2 separate regions of the Sus scrofa genome follow, and region 1 is linked to region 2. Evidence: chromatin contacts called from public HiChIP or PLAC-seq data. All regions are on one chromosome and are shown on one strand. Each heading gives the region's core, a stretch centred on a gene start, on an enhancer-like site or on the middle of the called end of the contact. The rest is flanking DNA. Distances are from core to core; before and after follow the strand shown. Region 1 overlaps SBF2 (myotubularin-related protein 13). Region 2 overlaps LOC110259727 (a long non-coding RNA gene).

Evidence for each region. HiChIP or PLAC-seq counts read pairs in DNA pulled down with a chosen protein or histone mark.
Region 1: a contact with region 2 is called in an H3K27ac HiChIP or PLAC-seq map of alveolar macrophages. The contact joins two enhancer-like sites. A contact is called at or near these places in 1 of 47 Hi-C or Micro-C datasets (liver) and 1 of 2 datasets of contacts at active chromatin or transcription factors (alveolar macrophages).

Annotation. Positions count from the first base shown.
Region 1 is chr2:49,528,514-49,534,615 of Sscrofa11.1, reverse strand. SBF2 (myotubularin-related protein 13) reads right to left here. Exons shown (of 40, transcript XM_003122980.5): 15 at 5,559-5,668; 16 at 4,045-4,194. Among named protein-coding and RNA genes, the nearest start is that of SWAP70, 270 kb to the left of the region's middle. Within about 2 kb of position 3,690, at least 3 of the 83 cell types and tissues checked have an H3K27ac peak or open chromatin away from gene starts, as enhancers often do. A contact at or near this core is called in alveolar macrophages, where this site is marked.
Region 2 is chr2:49,205,616-49,211,696 of Sscrofa11.1, reverse strand. LOC110259727 (a long non-coding RNA gene) reads right to left here. Exons shown (of 3, transcript XR_002342104.1): 2 at 5,736-5,893; 3 at 4,555-4,594. Among named protein-coding and RNA genes, the nearest start is that of ADM, 23 kb to the left of the region's middle. Within about 2 kb of position 1,911, at least 18 of the 83 cell types and tissues checked have an H3K27ac peak or open chromatin away from gene starts, as enhancers often do. A contact at or near this core is called in alveolar macrophages, where this site is marked.

The DNA of each region.
Region 1 (6,102 bases), core at 2,441-4,940, 320 kb before region 2:
TGAGAAAGGTAACCTTTGAAATGAGCTTGGAAAGATAAACATGCCCTGCAAAAAAATCTAACAGCAGCATCCTAAGACATCAATGTGTATTAAGTTAGAAGATTATAAACAGTAATGATACCATTAACACCCATACATGCAGTTTAAGAAATAGAGGATTATCACTACCTTGGAAGATCTCTATGTTCACATCCTTCCTCTTTACTTCCCAAAGGTAATTTTGTTCAGTATTTTATTACCGCTTGATTCCCACCCCCCCCAGATTCATTAGGGTATAATTGATGGATGAAACGGTAGTATATAATGTGATGATTTAATATATGTATACAATGCTTTTCTATTCTTTCGAGTTTTACTGTATGTGTTCTATCCCTAACTTAAATATCTCTAAATAACATATTACATGCTTTGAATTTTATATGAATGAAAGTGTATTGTAATTGAAATGTCTTTTTTTAAAAATAAAAGTTTCTTAAGACTCATCCACATTGTTCTTTATAGCTGCAATTCATTCATCATCTCTGCTAACTAATACGGGGGGTTTTTTTGTTTGTTTGCTTGTTTGTTGCTTGTCAGACCCACACCTGAGACATATGCAAGTTCCCAGGCTAGGGGTCAAATCGGAGCTGCAGCTGCTGGCCTATACCACAGCCATAGCAATGCAGGAGCTGAGCCACAGGTGACAGAAATGTCGGATCCCTAACCCACTAAGCAAGGCCAGGGACTGAACCCACATCCTCATGGATAGTACTTGGGCTTGTAACCCTCTGAACCACAGCAGGAACTCCTCTGCTAAATAATATTGTAACATAAGAAAACAGCATCATTTATTTATACATTCTACTGCTGGTCAGCATATGAGTTGTTTCCAGTTTTCTGCTATTTCAAAAAATTTTCCTGTGAATATTTTTGTGCATATCTTTTGCGGTATGTGGGTAAAAACTCCTTTAAGAGTGGAATCACAGGGTCATTGGATACTTTCATATTTAGCTGTATAGGAAAATATTATTTCTTGTTATATCTTACTAAATTTTCTAAAGGTATTACACCATTTTATATTCTTTTTTTTTTTTTTTTTGTCTTTTGTTTTTTTGATGTTGGTTGTTGTTTGTTGCTATTTCTAGGGCTGCTCCCGTGGCATATGGAGGTTCCCAGGCTAGGGGTTGAATCGGAGCTGTAGCCACCGGCCTACACCAGAGCCACAGCAACGCAGGATCCGAGCCGCGTCTGCAACCTACACCACAGCTCACGGCAACGCTGGATCGTTAACCCACTGAGCAAGGGCAAGGACCGAACCCGCAACCTCATGGTTCCTAGTCGGATTTGTTAACCACTGCTCCACGATGGGAACTCCCACTTTATATTCTAATAAGTGGAGTTAACATGTTCTTTTTGTTCCATAACTTCACCAATACTTAACATTATCCGGTTTCAAAAATTATTACAAAATAGTGAGTGTAAAATGCTATCTCATTGTGGCTTTAATTTACATTTCTCCAATTATTGACATAGATCATCTCTTTAAAAAATGTTATCTTTTACATACACTAATTATTCAAGTGGATTTCCTCTACTCAGAGATATTTTAAGTCTCTTGCCTATTTAAAATTTGGGTTGTGTTTTTCTTATTGACTTGTAGTTTTTATAATCTAAGTACTAATCCACTGGCAGTCATATGCTTTGCAAACATCTCTCACTCTGAAGTTCACAGTTTCACTCTCTTTATGGTATTTTTTTGATGAACAGAAGTTCTAATTCTAACGTAGCAGAGTTTAGCAATCTTTTCTTTTTAACTGAGGTAAAATTGATGGTCTATAACCATCTTTTAAGACTGGCACTATTTGTACCTTGTGAAAGAAATCTTTCTTTACCCCAAAGTCATAAGGATATTTCCTTTATGCTGTTGGAAAAACTATATAGGTTGGCTTTTCATATTTAAGCATTTAATCCACATAAAACTGATTTTAGTGTATGGTATGAGGTATCTGTACATTTTTTGTATACACGGTTCATTATGTGTACATGGTCTCCCAACCATCCCAGTACTAAGTTGCTGAATTTTTTACCTCCTTTGCCACTGATCTGAAACACCAATTTTGTCATAAATCACGTTTCTATACATGTATACATCTGTTTATAAACTCCACATTCTCTTATATTCAACTTGTTTATGACTGTGCCAACATCCCACTGTCTTAATTACTGTAAATTAATTTTAAAAATTTGTGTTATTGTGTATGTAACCCCCAAAAAATTGTAAGATATTTAAAGTGTACACTGAGATGATTTAGGTATACTTTATGAAAAGATTATAACAACTGAGTTAACACCTCACCTTACATATTTCTCTTCTTTTGTAAAACCATTCAAGCTCAGCACTCTTAGCAATATTAGTTATATAATACAGTGTTATCCACTGTAGTCGCCATGTTTTACATTAGATACCCGAGCCTTAGTCATCTTATAGCTAGAAGTTTCTACCTGCTATCAACCTCTCCCTATTTCCTCCACCCCTCAGCCCTTGGCAACCATTTTCTACTCTGTTTATAAGAGTTTGGCCTTTTTTGAAAAGGTTCCATATATAATACCATGCAGTATTTGTCTTTCTCTGACTGGTCTGTTTCATTTGGCACAATGCCTTCAAGGTTCATCCATGTTGTTGCAAATGGTAGAATTTCCTTCTTTCTCATGGCTGAGTAATATTCCATTGTATTGCATAAATATACCACATCTTCTTTATCCACTCACCCAGTGATGGATGTTTAAGTTGCTTCTGTGTCTTGGTTATTGTGACTAATGCTGCAGTGAACATGGGAATGCAGATATGTCTTTAATATACTGTTTTCATTTCCTTTGGATACATAAAACTATTTTTTACAATGCTTACACCAATTTACCTTCCCACTGACAGTGCACAAGGGTTCCTTTTTCTCCACATCCTTGCCAATACTTATTATCTCTTGTCTCTTTGATAACAGCCATTCTAACAGATGTGAGGTGATTTTGATTTGCACTTCTCTGATGGTTAGTGATGTTGAACACATTTTTGTGTACGGTTGGGCAATGTATATGTCTTCTTTTAAACTAATTTTTGATATGTGACAAGGCCAAATCTCATGCTTTTTTTTTTTTTTTTTAGGCGTGTGTTGGTAAGTCTCGGACTTTTGCTCTTCCAGTTGGGATTCTGATGGGAATTTCAGTAACTCTATAGATTATTTTTGGAAGAAATGATATCCTTATAATATTGAGTCTTCCAAGCCAAGAACATGGTATATCTTTCCATTTATTGAGGCCTTTTTTCATCTACAAATTTTGTTATTAATTATACACTATAATTCTCACTTTCCAATCTACTAGGATTTTACACGCATTTTACTCAGTTTCTCTGGTACAGACAGTCTTTGAAATCTCAGTTTTTAATCACAACTTTCTGCCTGTACAAAAAATTTAAGAAAGGATTTTTGCATAGCTTATAAAGAATATGATGCCAACATCACAAAGACAGGATGGGGAAATCAAATTGTTTGCTTCTCCTAGTATCTTCATTATTTTGTGGGAAGTTTATCTCTAAGATCATATACATATTTCACAACCAATTGGAAATTTTTTGTGTTTTACCCACACAAAGTACTTACTAAACACTTAATTGAGCAATTCATTTCTCATTTGGATTACTCACCATTCGCTGCCCTCCAATTTAATAGTACAACTGAAAACTGACTGAAAAAGACTGACATGAATACAGTCATTAAGTAATATATAACTAATGTTTTAAAGATGACTTTTATTTTCAGAAAGCTTGCTTATATAACTAGTAAAATAACCTAATATTTTAATGAAAAAACAAAGAAAGAATAAAAAAACTCTTAATATTTATGCCAGGCAATATATACCATTTCTAACAGAAATGGTATAGATATTGGCTCTTTAATCTGTTGGCTGTGGAAGTTTCAAGAACCTGATACATTGGTAATTACTGAATCCTCCAGAAAAAATAAAAATATTCTCAAGTAAGAAAGATAATCTGAAAGAACTAAAAGTTACCTGTAGAGTACAGTTCATCATTCTTACTACGTAGTCAAACTGTTGATGGTCTAATATTGCCCGATTTTGCTGAACATGTAAACCCAGCTCATCAGTGAGACATTGTCTTGCTGCCTTTCCTTTAAGGGCTCTCAATGCAGCAGGAAGGGTCTGAGGACAACAGAGGCAGAAGTGAACAAAAGGCACCACTAGGAAAAAAGTAACTTTCAAGCACACTGAAAACTCATGTGTAACCTATAAACCACTTAACAGATTTATTAGTAGACAAACTTCTAGAAAAGAGTTGATTAGCAATTAAGGACAATTCTAAATAGATGGTTTATGGTGACTTTTTATTTGTAAGGCAGCATGAAAATAAGTAGGACTAGGTTTATGTGATACATTTAAAAAACATTAAATTTCATTTTAAAAAAGCTCATCAAAACTGTGGTCACCAAAATAACTGTGGCTTCAGATTATGAGTCAAAACCACAGATACTTAGACACGTTCTTTCAATAACTGGCCACATCTCCATGGCAAGAATAGAAGGACATTTTTAAATGATAAGAATCATAAGTAATTTTATATTTGTAAACTGATCAGCAACTTAATCACTATTCAGTTTTAATTTATGACCAGAAAATTCTCTAATCTCTTCTCATTTCAAAAGATAATGGGGGGGAGGAACAGAGCAACAAATAGAAATCTCTAGGTTTATGTATTAAAACCCTTCCACTCATCACCCATAAGAATGCCTCTTCCGGTTCACTTTTAGAGTCTAATTAATTTACTTTACATAAAATAATAATAAGCTTATTTAACTCTGAAAACCTAAAATGAGAATGAAGGAGCAAATGAGAAGAAAGGAAAGAAGCTTGAGAGTAGGAAGACCTAATATTATTACAACAGGTATAAGAAACAGGGTGTGAAAGCTGAAAGCAAGAGAAGCAAAAGAAAGTCTGTAACACTTCAACCTTAAGTAAAAATAGATACCAAAACCCTCAAAACATAAAGGGTTTGAGGTCATTTAGAGCAAAGATAAAAGCTTTATTTGATATGCTTTCCTTGCCCCCTGTAATAGAGGTTCAGAACTATGAAGAGTCACTAGGGAAAGGTTACATAATGTTTAGTGTGTTTTACTAAAGATAAGAAAATGTGCTTTAACAAGGCACACTTAATTAAAGACCACAATTTTTATAATTCACTACTTGTTCTAACTAGATTCTTTGTAAGAAATCAAATTATATTTTAAATGTTAAGTTTCTTAGTAATATGCCAAAATAAGATTTAATGAACAATGTTTAAAAGTTTCAGGGGAAAAAGGGACTCTCATTACCTCTCTGGTTGTCACATTACTAGAATTGGCTAAGATTTTATATCTTCGACACTGTTCATTTAAAATGATGGAAACAATGAAAGGATACTTTATGAGGAAAAGAGATGGAATTAAAGGAGAAGTCAGTTGGCAAGCTAAACATAGAAATCTGAAAGCAACATGAAGAATGCTTACTTGGGAAAGATGGCATTTTATTACCTTTTCAGTCTCCAATGTTTTATTTTCAAATATGAATGAGATGCAGTTTCTAACAACTTCCAATCTCTGTGCACTGTTGAAAACTGTTGTCACCTTATCCATTATTGAAACTAATAAAGGAATATAAGGAAAATACAAATAAATTAGACTCCTGGGAATATTACTGTTTACAGTTTATATGACTATAACTGTTTACACAACCAATGCTTGACAGTTTTTTTTCCTTGTTACATACACCGAAGGTATTTCATTTCATTACTTTGATTACATTTTTAGGTTGTGAAGTGGCAGGTTATGGCTCATTGAGGATAATTTCAGAGGACACATTCTAATTTTGCATTTAACTCTATTTACATAATTAATTCATATTGGACAGTAAAATATTATTAAGCAAAGATAAACTTTTTCCTACCTTTAATTGTACATAAACAGGTAAGAAATGTTTCAGGTACAGCATCCTGACAAATTTAAGTAAACTAACTCTTATATATGAGGACTACTACCAGGAAAAGAAGTTTATATCACTAACATATGACCAAATCAA
Region 2 (6,081 bases), core at 662-3,161:
TTTTTTTTTCTTAATGCAAAATACGAGGTATGCACATAATCTTGTTTTCCGACAGATCCTTCAAAAAATCTGGCATATTAATGATTCCACTTAAAAGCCCTGAAGATGGGGGCCAGAAGGAAACTTTTTCTTTCTGAACAATGACTGAGAAGGGAATTCTAATGAATATTTTGGCACACAGATCTCATTTTCTGGCTGCATCAGGACCCAAGAGCCAGTAGGTCATAATTAAAGCCAATAATGGCAACTCCAGACAGTTATCCAAATATTTTCCTGGTGCTGTCAATTCTCTGTGTTAAATGATTTAACATCATACTTGGGGAGTGCAGAACATACAGAGAGGGAATTAAATGTTGATATAAATTCTGGAAGATGCATGGCAAGTTGCCTCAAAGACACTGTTTATTACATTCAAAGGAATCATAAAATGTTTTCTTTAGTAGATAATTTTAAAGAATCCTTTCTGTGCAGCAAAACTTGTGAAGTTTGTCCTTAAGTCCTTAGAACAAGATCACATTTTCTGCAGGAAAGAAAAATATCATGTGTTTGGGCCAAAGACCTCATGTTATGTAAATAAATGAACTTCTCCTTCCTCCATTGCACCTTACAGGAAGGTTCTCTTTGATCACCAGGAGCTGCTAATGCTGCAGATGTACTTACACAACTTACAAAAGGCCAGAGCTACTCACTTTTCCGTCAATTCCTTTTCCAGAAAGAAAACCCACAAACACGTCTGTTTGTAAAATCTGTTTAGGATCTTGAAAACAACGTCTTCAATTTTGTCTTTCTTTTCCATAACAAGTTCTGTATCTTTAAAAAATAATGACTAGGCACAATCCTCTGGCCCTCCCCCCACCCCTTTCCATCCTGACTTTAAACAGGAAGAGAGTGTCCACCTGGATGGAAATTAAGTGGCTCAATCTAAAATGGGTGTGAGAGAGTTCAGAAGCACATTTGGGGATGAAATAAACTGGTCTGTCAATTCATAAAGTCAAACCTGGATTTGTTCTGCAAAACAATTCAGCCAAAACTTGGCTTCCAGGAGTTCCTGTCATGGCTCAGCAGAAACGAATGAGGATGCAAGGTTCGATCCCTGGTCTCGCTCTGTGGGTTAAGGACCTGGCGTTGACTGCTCTGAGCTTCGGCGTAGATCGCAGACGCGGCTCGGATCCGGTGTTGCTGTGGCTGTGGCGTAGGCTGGCAGCTACAACTCCAATTCACCACCTAGCCTGGGAACCTCCATATGCTGAGGGTGCGGCCCTAAAAAGACAAAAACCAAAAACAAACAAAAAAAGACTTGGGTTCCAAACTCTAGAGCTGTGCTGGGGCAATGGAAACTTTCTGGCCACAAATTGAAGTTGGGAGCCAAGCATAATACTAAGGCAAGGAAGACATTTGAGACCAAACCAGACAGTGATCTTGGCATTGTCTCTCCCAAGCCCAGAGCTTCAGCAGTCAGTGGTCATGTAGCCTTTGGAGGTCTCTAAATCTCTAGGTACACCAGAGACCAGATTTTAAAATCCCTTTTGTCTTCCCTGTCTTTCTCTACCCACACATTTCACCTCGTGGGTTACATCATACTAGATGGTGAAAATGCTATGAGGTGCACACACAATTTTTAGGCACACTTCCACTTAATCATTCTCAGGTTTCCCTGAGGGCCGCCCCATTGTGAGTGAGCAACTCCTTGACGTTGGGCAAGAGAACACGAGACTCGCAGCCACAGCCCTTGGCTCTGTGATGGGGCCACTCTGTGCCGGTCACTTCCCTGTCTGCCTTGCAGAAAGAACCAGGCAGGCCTCTGGTTTCGGGGGAGACATTTTGGGGGTTCTCTTGTCAAAATGCACAGAGCCTACTCAAGAAGACTCTATATACTCCACATCACAAGATGGCATTGTGCCAGTTTCTGGGCCAGTTGGCTGACTCAGAAATGAGGAGATAATTCCATGACACTGTGTTTTTCAATTCTTGCCCAACGGGTTAAAAAAAAAAAAAAAAGTAAAACTTTGCTGCCACCTGCTGTTTTCTTAGGAATAAATTCTTGAACTGATTCTAGGATTAAAATAAATAAAATGATTTATTTTAGCAAAGTGCCTTGAAGAATTTGGGGGGTGGTCAGAAAACACGTTTGTATAGTTGGGTACCGACTGGCCTGTCATTTCCTGGGATGGATTGCTGGGCCTCACCAGTGTCTTTCTTCTCTCAGGCCAATAAGTCCTGTCTGTCCCATCCATTGATACAGACTTGCTCCGGCACAGGAGGGAAGGGCTGATGCCCTGACCCTGGCAACCTTCCAAGGACATCCATGCAGGGGTCTGGCCAGTGAGGTGTAGGTTTGGATGCCCTTTCCTCGTGGGCCAATGATGTCATGAAAGTCATAACCCAAGGCAAATTCCCCAGGCACAGACTGTTCCCCTCGGATGTGTCAGGGGGACCTCTTCCTCCAACATGCCCTTCTGCAGTGCATTTATCAGCAGAGGTGACTGCAAACCTTGGGATGAGGTTCATTTGTAAAATCTTCAAATGTTTTATCTCTGTCTTTCTTGAGGAAAATGAGAGAGATGAAGGGAAGCTGGAGTCTCCAGGCAAGATAAGGCTAAACCAATTTGAATCACTCCCAGGTGAGGATTCTTGAGCCCGTGTTAGATGAGGAAAGGGAGGAGAGAAATAGTATCTCCATGGAGCCCGGGCAAAGAACAGGGGAGCAGGTAATAGTCATAAGCATAGATGGGCCGAATAAGGGCCCTTGATCACCTTCCTGGTAGTACCCAGAAGACCTCCTTGTCTTGACTAGATTAATAGCTTTTTTTTAAAACAGCTGCACCTGCACCCTATGGAAGTTCCTGGGCTAGGAGCTGAATCAGAGCTGCAGCTGCTGGCCTACGCCACAGCCATGGCTACACCAGATCCTAGCCACATCCTGTGACCTATGCTGCATCTTGAGACAATGCTGGATCCTTAACCCACTGAGCAAGGCCCACATCCTCACAGAGACTGTGGCAGGTTCTTAACCTTCTGAGCCACAGTGGGAACTCCCATTAGTAGTTTTTGCTGCTACTAATCAGAAAGTGGGAATTTTTTTTCTTTGCAGTTTTGTGACCCATTTATATGGATCCATTGTCTTATGAGAAGTCTTCAGCCAAGATCTTTTTTTTTTTTTTTTGTCTTGCCATTTCTAGGGCCGCACCCGTTAACCATTGAGCCATGCCGGGAACTCCCAAGATCTTTTTTATTGGCAGAGATTAATGAATCTATTAAATATGTTTTCATGTAATTCTAAGTGCCTATTCTTCCTCTTTTTTATCAAAAAAAAAAAAAAAAAAGTAAGCTTGGAGTTCCCGTTGTGGCTCAGCAGAAACGAATCTATCGTTCATGAGGACACAGGTTTGATCCCTGGCCTTGCTCAGTGAGTTAAGGATCTGGCGTGGCCGTGAGCTGTGGTGTAGGTCACAGACTCGGCTCAGATCTGGTGTTGCTGCAGGCCAGCAGCTGTAGCTCTGATAAGACCCCTAGCCTGGGAACCTCCATATGCCACGGATGCGACCCTAAAAAGACACACACACACACACAAAAGTAAGCTCTGGGACCTTGTAGATGGGCACAGAATGGAGTTTTAAGGAAATGACCCTTGATCATTCTCCTATGAAAGAGAAAAGGCACCTGAGTAGTACTGATAAGCCTTGAAGATATTATTCATTGTCTGGCATGATAGATGGCATGTAGTAGCATGTTTGCTGAATGAATGATCAAACCCATTATCCATTGTTCTTGTGAGTGGGTCTGTGAGAACTGCTGGGGAGGGTAGGGGATAGAAAGGTTAATAAAGGGCAAAGTCTCTGGATAGAATGAATCATAGGAACTGGAATGTAATGATAGCACCAAAAGGGATAGGAAATTAAGAGATACAAATTACTATGTGTAAAATAAATAAGCTACAAGGACATATTGTACAGCACAGGTAACATAGCCAATATTTTGTAAGACTATAAATAGGGTAAAAATTGTGAATCACTATATTGTACACTTGAAACTTACATAGTATTTTACATTGATTTTTTTTAAATAAATAAAAACCTTGATAAAATTAAAAAAAAAAACAAACAGAATCCCCAATGAATACCATGTAAGTTTTCCAATATATGTGTACTACTTATAAATTAAATATAATTCTTGGAAAAAATCAAATAACAAGAAAATTATAATGTATAAAATTCCTCCTTGCATGTCTCATTCCCTAAACATTACCATTTTAATGTCTTGCACAAGCCTGCCTGTGTTTATACTTCGTGTATTTTCGTGTTTATATCCTCGTTCTTTCTCAGAATTTTGTAAAGGCTTTGGAAAAGTTCCAACTTGTCTCAGCTATGTAAAGAAGAGCTCAGGGAGTTCCCGTCATGGCTCAGTGGAAACAAATCTGACTAGCATCCATGAGGATGCCGGTTTGATCCTTGACCTTTCACAGTGGATTAAGGATCCGGCATTGCTGTGAGCTGTGGTGTAGGTTGCAGATGGGGCTCGGATCTGACATTGCTGTGGCTGTGGTGTAGGCCGGCAGCTGTAGCTCCGATTCGACCCCTATGCCACGGGTGCAGCCCTGAAAAGGAAAAAAAAAAAAAGAAGAGTTCCTAGGGAAGGAATTAGTATCCTACTAAAGAAATACCAGGAGTTCCCTGGTGGCTCAGCTGGTTAAGGACCTAGCATTATCATTGCTGTGGCTTGGGTTTCATCCTTAACTTGGGAACTTATGCATGCTGCTGGTACGGAAAAAAAAAATCAGCATTTCCCTAAGGGGTCTAATGTGATGATGGCAATGGGAGGTCAAATGGGAGACCCTAGACAGGAAAACTCAAGAGGACTGGATTGTGTTGTGGAGATTCTTAGCCTGGAGATTCTTTATTTTTTAGATTTTCTTTTTTTTTCTCCCCTCCAGCTTTATTGAGGTATAACTGACATGTATATGTTTAAAGTATTCAATGCGATGATTTTATATATGTATACATTGTGAAGTGATTACTGCAATTAAGCTAATTAACACAACCATCACCTCACCCAGCTACTTGTGTATGTGGTGAGAATGCTTAAGATCTACCCTCTTAACAAATTTCAAGTAGATGATACAGTTGTATTAAGTGTAATTATCATGCTGTGCATTAAATCCCCAGAACTTATTCATCTTATTGCTGAAGGTTTGTACCTTTTGGCTTTGGTCAACATCTACCATTCCTACCCCGCCCCCCGCCCAGTCCCTGGCCACCACCATTCTACACTCTGTTTTTAGGAGTTCAATTTTTTTTTTTTTTGTTTTTAAGCGTCCACATATGTGTGAGATCATAAATATTACACTGTACTTGTCTTCTGGAGATTCTCTTGAGAGTGAGAATCTCACTCAAAGTTTCTGGATTTTTTTTTCTTTTTTTCCAGGACGGGAAGCAACTTCTCAGGAGAATAAGATGGGCGCTTTATTCTCAGGAGAATGACTGAGATTTGAGTAGCGTGGGAGCCTGCTGTCTTGGGCATCTGTTGATCCCTTGCTACCCACAGAAACCCTGTCCTGGCCCAAATGTCAGAGCCAGAGGCTTCAATTGGGTTCTGCACTCTAGGGAGGGGAAGAGAGCGTGGTATTTGCCAAGAGAAGTGAAGATGAGTGTAAAGTAAGCAGGCGACTGCTACACTCTGCTCCTCCTAAGGCTCTCGGAGCTCTATCCTGACAAATGTTATTTTGCAAATGTACTTACCAGACTCCCCTGTGGCTGGATGAACGAGATCATCACTGTTTCTGCAAACCTGTCCTCTGACGGACATGCACTCCCATCGGAAGACACCAGGACATGGTTGTTTGAGTGTTTTAGATACAGGTTCTTGCCACCTCCTGTTGTGCCTGGTAACCGGGATGCTGTCAAGAAAATAAGCTCCTGTGAGCTTAAAAAGAGCACTTCGAAATATTGCATTAGCCTCTTGTCCCTTCAAGTCTTTTTCCTAGAACAAATGTAATCTTAGTCGCTACAAATTCTGTTTAAAATAGCTCTTCTGGTGAGTCATGTAAAGTTAAGCTACAGATATGGTATTGTTTTAGCCATGTCG